3 separate regions of the Sus scrofa genome follow, and regions 2 and 3 are each linked to region 1. Evidence: chromatin contacts called from public Hi-C and promoter capture Hi-C data. All regions are on one chromosome and are shown on one strand. The core of a region is the stretch at or near the end of the contact, and the rest is flanking DNA. Distances in the headings are between cores, read along the strand shown. Region 1 holds the start of ELAVL1 (ELAV like RNA binding protein 1). Region 2 holds the start of ANGPTL4 (angiopoietin like 4). Region 3 holds the start of XAB2 (pre-mRNA-splicing factor SYF1).

What was found. Promoter capture Hi-C pulls out the DNA fragments that hold promoters and counts their contacts. Hi-C and Micro-C count contacts between places; a contact is called where the count stands out from the background.
Region 2: a promoter capture Hi-C map of liver shows a contact between it and region 1, with 2.1 times the contacts expected there. The contact joins the promoter of ANGPTL4 here to the promoter of ELAVL1 in region 1. A contact is called at or near these places in 1 of 5 promoter capture datasets (liver) and 1 of 47 Hi-C or Micro-C datasets (liver).
Region 3: a contact with region 1 is called in a Hi-C map of heart right ventricle, with 2.9 times the contacts expected there. The contact joins the promoter of XAB2 here to the promoter of ELAVL1 in region 1. A contact is called at or near these places in 2 of 47 Hi-C or Micro-C datasets (heart right ventricle and liver).

What each region holds. Positions count from the first base shown.
Region 1 is chr2:71,204,978-71,208,566 of Sscrofa11.1, reverse strand. It overlaps ELAVL1 (ELAV like RNA binding protein 1), which reads right to left and starts at 1,426. Exons shown (of 6, transcript NM_001195334.1): 1 at 1,300-1,426. It also overlaps a transcript of CCL25 not described here.
Region 2 is chr2:70,910,524-70,914,605 of Sscrofa11.1, reverse strand. ANGPTL4 (angiopoietin like 4) reads left to right here and starts at 1,714. Exons shown (of 7, transcript NM_001038644.1): 1 at 1,714-2,140; 2 at 2,296-2,406; 3 at 2,533-2,650. The coding sequence starts at 1,805.
Region 3 is chr2:71,519,492-71,523,289 of Sscrofa11.1, reverse strand. XAB2 (pre-mRNA-splicing factor SYF1) reads right to left here and starts at 2,256. Exons shown (of 19, transcript XM_003123151.5): 1 at 2,129-2,256; 2 at 874-1,022; 3 at 495-618; 4 at 78-275. The coding sequence starts at 2,179. PET100 (PET100 homolog) reads left to right here and starts at 2,470. Exons shown (of 4, transcript NM_001097466.2): 1 at 2,470-2,515; 2 at 3,195-3,281; 3 at 3,433-3,465; 4 at 3,749-3,798. The coding sequence starts at 2,489.

The DNA of each region.
Region 1 (3,589 bases), core at 177-2,676:
ACTGTCAACTGTTTATAATGTTATATATTCAATGCCTACCAGGCACAGGTCACACACAATGCTGGGGTTTCCCACATCCTTAATATCTGTACAGCAATATTCTCATCCGTCCTGTTTCATAGATAAGAAAACGAAGGCTCCCACAGCTGAATCTGTTCAACGTTTTGGGAGCCTTCCGTTCCAAGGCATCAGAGATGGGGCTAAGGGAACTTTTAGGGTAATATCATTTAGTCCAGTGGTGGTTCTCACATGTGTAAGCGCGCGCGCGCGCGTGTGTGTGTGTGTGTGTGTGTGTGTGAGATACTTTCAGCAACATCTGAAGATATTTTTGATCTTCACAACTAGGGGACATGGATGCTGCTGGCGTCTCGTGGGTAGAGGCCAGGGATGCTACTCAGCATCCTACCATACACAGAACAGCCCTCCCCCACAAACCAAAAATGATCAGATCCCAAATGTCAGTAGCGCCAAGGTTGAAAACCCTTGAATCCTCCTCCCCATCGTCCCACTTCTGGACATTGGTTCTCAGGATTCCACAGGAATACTTTCAGTAAAGGGGAGGGGGCTCTGTTCCTCCAGGGGCAGGGCCTGCAGAAGTTCTTCCCCACATGCCCTACAAACAGTAGGTATTAGAACCCATTTTAATAAGCCTAGCAGCGGAGGACGCCGGAAAAGGAAGAACATCCATCCTCCATTGTTCAACTGCGTGCAGTTTATGTTTTACACACACACACAATTTTACAAACCCAAACGTCCCACGCCTCAAAAACAGCTTTGTTAGAGATGGCGTCCATAAATATATATTTTTCTTCGACCCTCATACATAGTGAAGGGTTTGCACACTTCTAAAAGGACCTCAGATCGGCCGCGGTCCTCTGACAACGACCACAAAAGAATGTATAGGATTTCCCCGGGGAGCGTGCCCGTGGGCCGTGACCTCTGCGCGCTGAAGGCGCTCACCCGACTCCCTCGTCTCTGGCTTCGCTCTCCCGCCCCCGGATAGCCGGCTTGCAAGACTACCCCGGCCCGGCCGTGGAGCCCGGCCGCCAGGCGCGTGCCCACGCCGCGTCCCCCTCTTTCGGCCCTCGCGGCGGCCAAGGAATCCGGCCCGGGGCCTGTCGCCGGCGCCCACAGCGGCCGGCCCTCGCCAGCTCGCCGAGGCCCGTGCGCGTCCCCTCCCAGCCCCGCGCGGCCTGGGCCTCGGCCGGTGCAGGCCCGCGAGCGCCCGCGGCCCGGCCAGGCGAGCTCAGGCCTGCCGCGGCCTACCCCGTCGAGCGCCGCCGAAGGCCCCCGCCTCACCTGGACGCGGGCGGGATGGCCCGGGGCTGCTCCGGGTCGGGCGGGCGGCGGCGGCGCGGCGCTAACGGCTCCGCTCGGCCTCGGTAGCGGTGGCGGCAGCGGCGGCGACGGCGACGGCGGCGGCGGCTCCTCCTCAGCGCGCACGACCCGCTCCGGCCCGCGGCCCGGACACGCCCCCCCGACGCGCGCACCCATTGGCCAGCGTCCGCCACTGCGCGCTTCTCGTTGGCCGGCGTTGCTGTCGCGGCGCCCCGGGGCGCGCGGCGGAGGCGGGACTTCCGGCTGGCGCCGCCTGAGAAGGGCTCGGCGGCAGGCAGAGACGCGGGTGGCCGGCGATGGCCGCGGAGGGGGCCAGTTGGGGCTTGGCCCACGGCGGCCGACGGAAGGCGGTGACCGAAGAGCCGCGCCCTTTATCGGGGGCATTTTGTGTGTCTCGAGCCTATGTGTCCCACCGCCGCCGCGGCCACCGTTACCACCCTACAAGGTAGGAGCGGTCAGTGCACCAGGACTGTAAAGGCAGGACTCGGGTTCGAATCCTGGCCCCAGCGTTTCCGCACTACGTACCCTTGGGCAGGGGCTGACGTCACCTCGGCGGGCCTCAGTTTCCTTATCTGGTGTAATGAGTAGGCGGGGCATGGGATGCCGTCAGCGTTCCATCAGTGTTGCTTATCAGAGCTAGCAGTTTACCCCGATGCTCAGCCTAACACCCATTCATTAAAATTTAATTGAGTGCCTACTACGTGCCAGTCAATGTGTGCACAGTGAACTAGCCAAAATACCTGCCTCTATTTGGTTGACATTCTAGGCTGGCTCTGTCCAAGAGCGGTATAAGCGTACCACAAATGTTAGCCACATGAGTAATTTAACGTTTCTTATAGCCATGCTAGAGGGGGAAAAATAAAAAGAAACAGGAGATGTTAATTTTAATGATGTGTTTTATTGAACCCAATTTATGTCCAAAAAGCTGTTTCAACATGTAACCAATATAAAAAGTTCTGAGATCTTTTTATGTTTTTTTTTTTTTTTCCTTCTTTACGTGCTTTTGAAATCTGGTGTTTTTTTACACTCACAGCGCTTCTGAAGTTGGACTGGCTACGTTTCAAGGGCTCAACAGCGCAGTTGCCAGTGACTACTGTATGAGACCGTGCAGTGCTAGATGAGGAGGCAGAAAAGAAATCAAGTGGATTCCACACACAGTGGTGAAAAGTGGTAAGAGGAAAAGTAAATTGGACAGAGGGCATAGGTGAGGAATGTGGGGATTTCAGTTTGAAAGAGGACTGTTAGGAAGATTGAGACAATAGGATCTGCAGAAGGACCAGAAAGAGTCAAGAACACTGAAAAAATAATCATAGTGTAGTATAGTGTCATGTTTATCCAACAGAACTTTCTCCCATCATGGGCATGCCTTTTAATCAGCAGTGTCTCATTTAATAATCACCAGCTCCATGTGGCTTTTGGGCAGTTGACATGTGGCTGGTGGCACATGGTACTGAAGAACTGAGGGGTGTTGTTGTTGTTGTTTGCTTTTTAGGACCGCACCCATGGCATATGGAAGTTCCCAGGCTAGGGGCCAAATTGGAGCTACAGCTGCCAGCCTGCACCACAGCCACAGCAACTTGGGATTCAAGCTGTGTCTTCGACCCACACCACAGCTCACGGCAATGCCAGATTTCCGACCCACTGAGCGAGGTCAGGGATGAAACCCACATCCTCATGGATACTAGTCAGATTTGTTCCCACTGTGCTGGAGCGAGAATTCCCAGGTTTTTAATGTACTTAATTTTTACTTTTTTTTTATGTCCCCATCTGTGGCATATGGAAGTTCCCAAGCTAAGGGTTGAATCAGAACTACAGCTGCCAGCCTACGCCACAGCCACAGCAATGCCCAATCCGCGCCACATCTGCAACCTGTGCCGCAGCTCTCAAGGCCAGGGATTGAACTGATATCCTCACAGAGACAACGTCAGGTTCTTTACTCCTGAGCCACAATGGGAACTTCAATTTTTATTTAATTTAAATTTGGTAAAAAAAAAAAAAATAAGAAAAAAAAATTGGTCACCTAAAGCCTGTGGCTCCCATAGTGGATGGCATAGATTTAATAGAATGGTGACAATTGCAATACCCTGAATAGAGCTTATACTGTGTGCAAAACGCTCTATGTGAGCTCTGTGGAGTCCTCACAATAGCTCTGTGAGAAGGGAGCTATAATCATTGTCACCATGATGAATAATGAAGTCTTTTCATTCGTTTATCTATGCTTCACTATTGCTATCATTAATCTGCTATTTTT
Region 2 (4,082 bases), core at 465-2,964, 290 kb after region 1:
TAGCTATGTACCATCCTCCCACCCTTCATCCCCGCCTCACACTCAGAAGGAGACAAGGGGGAGTTCCCACTGTGGCGCAATGGGATCCCCCGCCCGGCACAGTGGGTTAAGAATCTAGCGTTGCCGCAGCTGCAGCTTAGGTCAACAGCTGCAGCTCGGATCTGATCCCTGGACTGGGAACTCCATATGCTGTGGGGCATCCAAAAAAAAAAAAAGAGAGAGACAAGGGCTGGGGGGTGGGGGGGTGAGCAGGCTGGCTGCCAGGGCAGATGGTGGCTGTCTGGATCTACTTGCCAAGGTTTTCCTCCCTGCCCTTCTCATCTGCCTGTCACTGCTGCCGAGATCTGCCATCCTGGCATCCGGCCCGGCCAAGTGTATGAGTGGTGACCTGCACGTCAGCCCCAGGGCACGCAGTTTCAGATTCCAGAGGCTGAGCTGGCTCAGAACTCTGCTGAGTCAACTCTGTTCTTCTTGCCTGTGCTCTGAGCCAGCGTGCCCAGGGTTCTTCCTGGCAAGCTGGTTTTTCTACTCCAACCTCAATTTTCTGGAAAAAAAAAAAATAATGAAATTAGTTGGTGGGGATGGAGGGGGAAGACTTTAGAAAAAGTTTGCTGAGAATAAATGCTTATCCTTGTGGAACATGGTCCATGTCATGCCCTCACTCAATTCCTTCACTGTCTCAGCTCTGCCCTTGTCCCAGGCTCAGAGCGTTGGGGTCTCTCCACCAGCCTGGGAATTCCTTGCAGGAGAGTAAAGGACTGCTTGTTAAATGAGTGAATGAGGGAGGAGGGGTGGGTTTCCTTCCTTGTATCCTTTTTTTTTTTTTTTTTTCCCCCTTTTTTGGGAGGGCTATGCCCCATGCCACATGGAAGTTCCCAGGCCAGGGATCAAACCCCAACCATAGCAGTGACAATGCCGGATTCCTTAACCCGCTGCACCACAAGAGAACTCCCTATCCCCTCTTTCTGTTCCGAGGTTCCTGCTTGATTCAGACAAAGACTCAGACACTGAGGACCCTGAGGGTAGAGAGTGGGCAGTGAGGAGCGAGGCTCCAGCCGGAGACGACAAGACAGAAGGGCCCTAACACTAGAGCACTAAGTTGTACGGGGTGGGATAAGGGACGTTAAGGAATCCCGCAAACATAACTGCAATGACGAAGCCTTAAGCGGGAAAGAGCGTGGGATCGCGATGTCTCCCGGAAGGTCTCCAAGGGGCGGAGGTGTTTGGAGTGTCCATAGGTTTCCGCCTAGCTCTGCAAGGCTCAGCGCACCAGGGCCTTCTTAGCCAGCTTTTGAGCTGGGGAGGGGGTCAGGAATGCCGCCCCCCGCCTCCCCCATCCCCACTGAGCGTGGCGGGGGCGGGTTGGGGGGACTCGAAAGGGGACCGCGGGGAGAGGAAGAATCACGTACTCCAGGCACAACAGTGGAGACACTCTGGGACTGGTGGGAGGAGCCAGAGTTCTGCGCCCAGAGGGCGCATCCCCCACTCCCGTAAATACGCTGCCTCAAGAGTCCAGAACCCCACCCTGAACCCCACGCCCCGCCCCCCGGAAGTCCCCGCGCCCCGCCTCCCTCCTCCGCCTCTTACATCGCTGGGCTTAAAATAGAGGGCGTCGAGGGGATATGCAAAGCGGACCGCCGGTGGCTGTGATTCGAATCTTTCCTCTGGCTTCGCTACCCAAGCGAGTCTCCGCCCGGGCCTCCACATCTCCAGCCCTCACATCACGACCTCTGAGTCCTCCTTGCGCCCCCTCGCCCCAGCGTCCCGAAATCCTCGCGTCCCAGCCTCCGGACCACCTGGAAGGATGCGCTCTGCGCCGACAGCCAGAGCAGCGCTGGTGCTGTGCGCCGCCACCGCTGGGCTGCTAAGCGCGCAGGGCAGCCCGGAACCTCCTGAGGCGCCGCGCTTCGCGTCCTGGGACGAGGTGAATGTGCTGGCGCACGGGCTCCTGCAGCTCGGCCGCGGGCTGCGGGAGCACGTGGAGCGCACCCGTGGGCAACTAGGAGCGCTGGAACGGCGTCTGAGCGCGTGCGGGGCCGCCTGCAAAGACCCGGAGGGGTCCGCCGTGCCTCCTCTCACCGCGGGGAATCTGGTCCCTTCCCAAAGCGACGCCGCCCCGGAGACCCTCCACAGCTTGCAGGTACGTACGTTGCTACTGCTCGGTAAAGGTGTGGACAGGAAGGGGCGCATCCCGGATTCCCTGGGCTTTCCTTCCCCAGAATCAAAGAATGGAGAGTTGGAAGAAGTTGGCGGCAGAAGGCCAGGTCCTCACCAGGGTTTTCCCATTCTCCCCAGACTCAGCTCAAGGCTCAGAACAGCAAGATTCAGCAACTCTTCCAGAAGGTGGCCCAGCAGCAGCGGCACCTGGAGAAGCAGCACTTGAGAATCCAGAATTTGCAGGGCCAGGTACCCAATACTTGCTCCAGATGGGGAGGGTAGTTGAAATTGGACCTGTGGGTGTGGACGTGCAGCCAGGCAGGTCAGGCAGCTTGAGCCAGCCAGACCTGAAACCCTCCTCCTGTCCTTTCCCAGCTGGACCACTTGGCTCCCATGCACCTGGGCCATGGGGTGGCCAAGGCTGCCAGGAGAAAAAGACTACCCAAGATGACCCAGCCTGCTGGCCCAGCTCACAATATCAGCCGCCTGCACAGTGAGTGTCCAGCCCTTTGCTGTTCTCTAGCAACACCCCCCACACGCACTTACCATTCTTGCCCCACTCCTTGTCAGGTCCACCTTACTGAGGAGGAGAAAAGTCCTGGCCCTGAGTTCCTGTGAACTTAGGGGTCTCCTGTGAAGGCGTGACGGGGGGACCCCTCTCCTTATCCCTGACCCTGCCCAGCTGGGCAACCCTACCCTTCTTCCCAGCAAGCCAGTGGGCTTTCCCCATAACCTCGCTGGCCACTAAATGGAGCAGGGGGAGTTTCCTTTGTGGTTCGTAGTAACAAACCTGACTAGTATCCACGAGGTTACAAGTTCTTATCCCTGGCCCCACTCAGTGGATTAAGGATCCGGCGTTCTCCTGAGCTTTGGTGTGATCGCAGATGTGGCTAGGATCCTATGTCGCTGTGGCTATGGTGTAGGCTGGCAGCTGCAGCTCTGATTTGATCCCTATTCTGGGAACTTCCATATGCTACAGTGGGGCCCTAAAAAAAGAAAAGAAAAGAAAGGAGCAGGGGTTGGGAAAGAGGGTCCAAGAGGGACTTGAGCAGCAAGGGTGTGAGGAAAGGGGTAATACAGCTCAGGGACACCTTCCTGGAGGTTAGAACCTTCTAGGAGGGTGGGATGGTGGACAAAGGGGTGCCAGTCAGGGATGCTGGAGCCTTTAGTGGGTGAAGAGAGAATGGCTGCCTGGAAGGGGAGGTTCTGATGTTTGCTGCCCCCATGGTCTCTTATAGAGTGTGGATCTGGGAGGGGAGGCTGGGTCAGGGGAGCCTCATCTCCCTGCCCTAGCCTACTTTTTCCTTTTTTCTCATTTTTAAAGTTTTATGGAAGTAGAGTTGATTTACAATGTTGTGATAATTTCTGCTATACAGCAAAGTGATTCGGTTACACCACTCACTCTTGCATCTCTTACAAATCCAGGGCTCCTGACCCCCACACCTGGTTCCTCACCCTTCCCTTGGCCCGGAAGTCCCTGCTCACCCCTTCCCACCTCCCAACTGCTACAAACTCTGGGTCCTTAATTGCATACGTCCCAGAGCACCCCAGATCTCCAGTCTCGCATGCCCGTGTGTGCCTGACACAAGCTTCCAGCTCCCAGTGTCTCAGTCCCACCCTAAGTTCACTACTCCAGACCTGGCTGGCTTCCCAGTGGTCCTCCTACCCATCGCCTGGCATCTGCGGCAGCCAGCAGCCAACTGGGTGAAAGTTCTGATCTCCCTCTTCATGCCCACAGGCTGCTTGCTGGCTTCCAGCCCTCTGGCCTTTTTTTTTTTTTTTTGCGTTTTCTAGGGCCGCTCCCGTGGCATATGGAGGTTCCAAGGCTAGGGGTCGAATCGGAGCTGTAGCCACCTGCCTACGCCAGAGCCACTGCAATGTGGGATCCGAGCTAAATCTGCAACCTACACCACAGCTCACAGCAA
Region 3 (3,798 bases), core at 1,007-3,506, 310 kb before region 1:
CTGTTAGCATAGTGTCCCAGTTTTTGGAAAGTCTTGACTTGGGGAACTGGCCCGCCCCCCATCTGCAAGGGGCTTACCTTGAGGAAGCGTCGGTAGCCCCGCACAGCTGTCTCAGGCAGGGGGTGTGAGCGCAGGAAGCGCAGGTACAGGGGCCAAATACGAGAGTGCTGTGTGATGGGCAATGCCCGGAGCGCGCGGTCAAAAGTGCGGCGTGTGTGTGTGACACGTCCCTGGTCCATTAGGAATTGGCAATAATCTAGCCACAGCCGTGGCATCTGGAAGCAGAGGGGAGAAGCCAGCACCTCAGCTGAGCCACAAAGACACCAGACGTTCAGTGCAGCAGGACCCAGAAGCCCCGTCCCCCTGGAACTAAGTCTAGCTCAACCCTGAGTGCACAGAGGCACAGGACTCCAACCCCCGGCCCTGTCCACCTCCCTGGACTCTGAGCCCTGCCTCCCTACTCATCCCCTGGCCCAGCCATGCCCTCTCCCCACCTTGTGCATGAATACAAAGGCCCTCTCATGGCAGTTGTTGACATCTTCATAGGCTGGGTCGGTCACGCAACGGTGCTTCACCTGTGCCCGGCGTGCCTTCAGGTAGCGGTACCAGAGTTTGTAGCTGGGGAGGGGGGAAGGCAGTGATTGGTCAGCTTTACAGATCCTAAAACCCTCCCCCTGCCCCAGGAGACAAGTGTTGGGAGAAGGGGTCTGAGGAGGGGTGACAAGTCTCCCATGGGGGGATGGGCAGGGAAAGTGTGCTCACCAATCAAAGGTGCCACACATAGCAATCACCTGGGACCTACTAGCCAGCTCTGGTGTGATGGGACAAGTGGGGTGGGGCTGAGACAGGCAGAGCAGCTGCAGCCAACCTCACCTGCAGGGCAGCAGCTTCAGCGCCCGCTCGTACAGCTGATTGAGTCTGGGCTTCGGGGCACCCTGTTTGAACTCAATGTAGCGGAGCCAGCATTTGACGGAGAACTGGTTCCGCATGATCTCCTCCTCATAAGGGAGGTCCTCTTCCTCCTGCCAGGGCCGATGAACGGGGAGAAGACAACCCTACCCTCAGAGCCTGAGGGCAGCACCACTCCACGCCAAGCTCCGGACCCCTACCCAGGTCCCAGTTCCCACCATCAGAGCCTGGTCACCAGATGCCCATATCCCAGGACTCTGATCTATCCTTTCACCCCTCAGAATTCTGCTGCTTACAATCTGAGCCAGACCATCAGACTCCTTGGTCACGGGGTTCTAGGCTAGACATGAGACTACCACCCAGACATCACTCTTCTGGTACCCAGTCTCTGGCCCAGATCAGCAGCCTCCTTAGACACCAAGCCTCTGCCCTAGACAACAAGTTTTTTGGTGTTTTTTTTTTTTTTGTTGTTGTTGTTGTTGTTTTTGACACCATGTCTTACCTCTTCACAATATACCTCTTCTCAGACACCAGACCTTTGGCACCTCAGGCTCCCGCTAGTCAGAGTCTAGCTCAATTCTGCCTCCAGAAGCTGGAAGCTAGACCCTTATCTCAGAGAGAAAGGTTTGGACAGGATGCCTAGCCTTTAACTCAGACACCAGGAATCTCATGGAGATGCCAGGCTTCCACTCCAAACACCAAGTCTTTGAGTCTTCAGGATTCCACTGGCCATCGCCTGAGCAGCTTCACCTCACTAGGTCTTTACTTCCAATTCCAGGGTTCTCTCTCAGATGCCAAGCCTTTATCCCAGAAACTATAACGCTCATGACCTAGACCACTACCCAGGACACCAAGACTTTACCACTGAAACCAGAACCCTAGACTGGTCACTATGCCTTTACTTCAAATATCAGGCCTCCCAAGATTTAGCTCGTCTCCCTTCCTTCCCATTCTCTGCGCGTTCCCATTTCCGCCGCAGGACCAGGACGCCAAGCCCTTAATCTAGACCACCTGCTCTTTACTCAGACCACTTGGTCTCCAGCACCAGCCCTTTGCTCTTGACTAGCCTGGTCCCCGTCTCCGGCCCGTAATGCTCTTCCTACCCTCGGGCCGACAAAGCTCTAGCCTAGTTCCCTCGGGCGGCTAGGCCCCAATGCCCTGAGGCATCTAAGCCTCAGAGTGCCCACGCGAGCCATCCTCGGCCCCGCCGCGAACTCACAAAGACGAGGTCCGGCCGCTCGGTTCTCGAGAGCCGCGCCATCACCACCATTTTCCGGGCGCTCCAGGTACTGGCAGGAGTCGCGCTATAATGACGTCTCAGACTGAAGGCCGCCCTCTCTGGCCAGATCCGTTTTCCTATTGGTTGAACCCTTCCCAATAGCGCGGCCTGAGTTGTTGACTTTCTCTTAGACAGCGCCAGCTACCGGAAACAGGAAGAAGCGTCCGAAGATGACGTCATCCAGAGAGTTCCTCAGGCCAATCGGTTTCAGCACTAGAGACCGCCGACCCCTAATGAGCGGCAGTCTTGCTGGAAGGTTGGTTTTGGGCGGAAGCGGCTTTGAAGCCCAAGAGGAGCGAGATGGGCGTGAAGCTGGAGGTGTTTCGGGTCAGTGAGCAGTGGAGCGGTTGGACCGCTGGGCGCCGGGTCTTTCTGGATGAGGAGACTCTGAAAAGGGGGGCCTCCGAGAGATGGCGCTCTGGGGGCGAAAGCCTTTCAACCTTTACAGTTGAAACCCTGAAGAGGGGGCCCTGGGCTGGGGGCTCTGGGAGGGCTCATGTGAGGAAGGCCCTCTGAGAGGGGGGATATAGGGAGGGGGCTCTAGGAAGAAACGCTCCAGGCTCTGGAGCAGATCTCGGGCTCATGGTGCGTGTGCGGCAGGCACTCTTAGATTTAGGGGTGTAGACTGAAGCGTGAGACCTTTTGGGGTTGGGGGTTCTCCGGGGTCTGACGGGGGGTGGGATAATGAGGTCTCAAAGAGATACCTTTATGCTCTATGAGCTCTTCTGCTCCCGGGGCCTGTGTGTGTGTGCATGTCTTTCTTTGAAAGGGAATCTCCTGGCCTCAAAGGGGGCTTTCAGCAGTAAGGACTCTTGGATTATGGGGCTAGACTTTTTAAGGTGTGTGGCTTCTGTACCCTTGGTGGGAATTTTTGGGGGGTTCTGGGGCTGCAGGGGTATCCCTGGTCTCTGCCAGAGAATGGTCCTCCAGGCCCTGAGCAGCCCCCACACAGTGGGGGCAGAGGTAGTAGTTCCTTGCCCTGCTCATCCGACTCCTGCCCTTCCAGATGACCATCTACCTCACCTTCCCTGTGGCTATGTTCTGGATTGCGAATCAGGCCGAGTGGTTTGAGGACTATGTCATACAGCGCAAGGTGGGCACAGGTTCATTCCAGGGGGTGGGGGAGGGTAGGGGGCACCAATCTGCTGGGCACCAGTGTCTGCCTCCCCTGAGCCGACCCGGCCCTGGTGTGGGGCTCTGGAGGCTCCTGGCTTGTGGCTCCAACTGTGTTGTTGTCCCTACAGAGGGAGCTGTGGCCCCCCGAGAAGGAGGACCAGGTAAGAGACATATTCTTCTTTCCGCCAGAGGACAGAGGGGCCTGGCTCCCCATTGCCATGATGGGACTGAGAGTGGAGGGACATGTGGTTTCCTTACCGCCCTCTCCCTGAAGGTTGAACCTAATCCCACTTAGACCCTGGTTGTAATTGGCACAGGCTTCCAGTATAGAGGCTGGACTCTGAAGCTACAGTCTGGGGGGCCAGGGGAAGGGTGGTGGGAAAGAGGTCCTGGCCTTGAGGTGTTTATACCACTCCTTCCTTCCCATCCCATCCCCTCCCCCAGCGCCAAGAGCTAGAAGAATTCAAGGAGAGGATACGGAAGCAGCGGGAGGA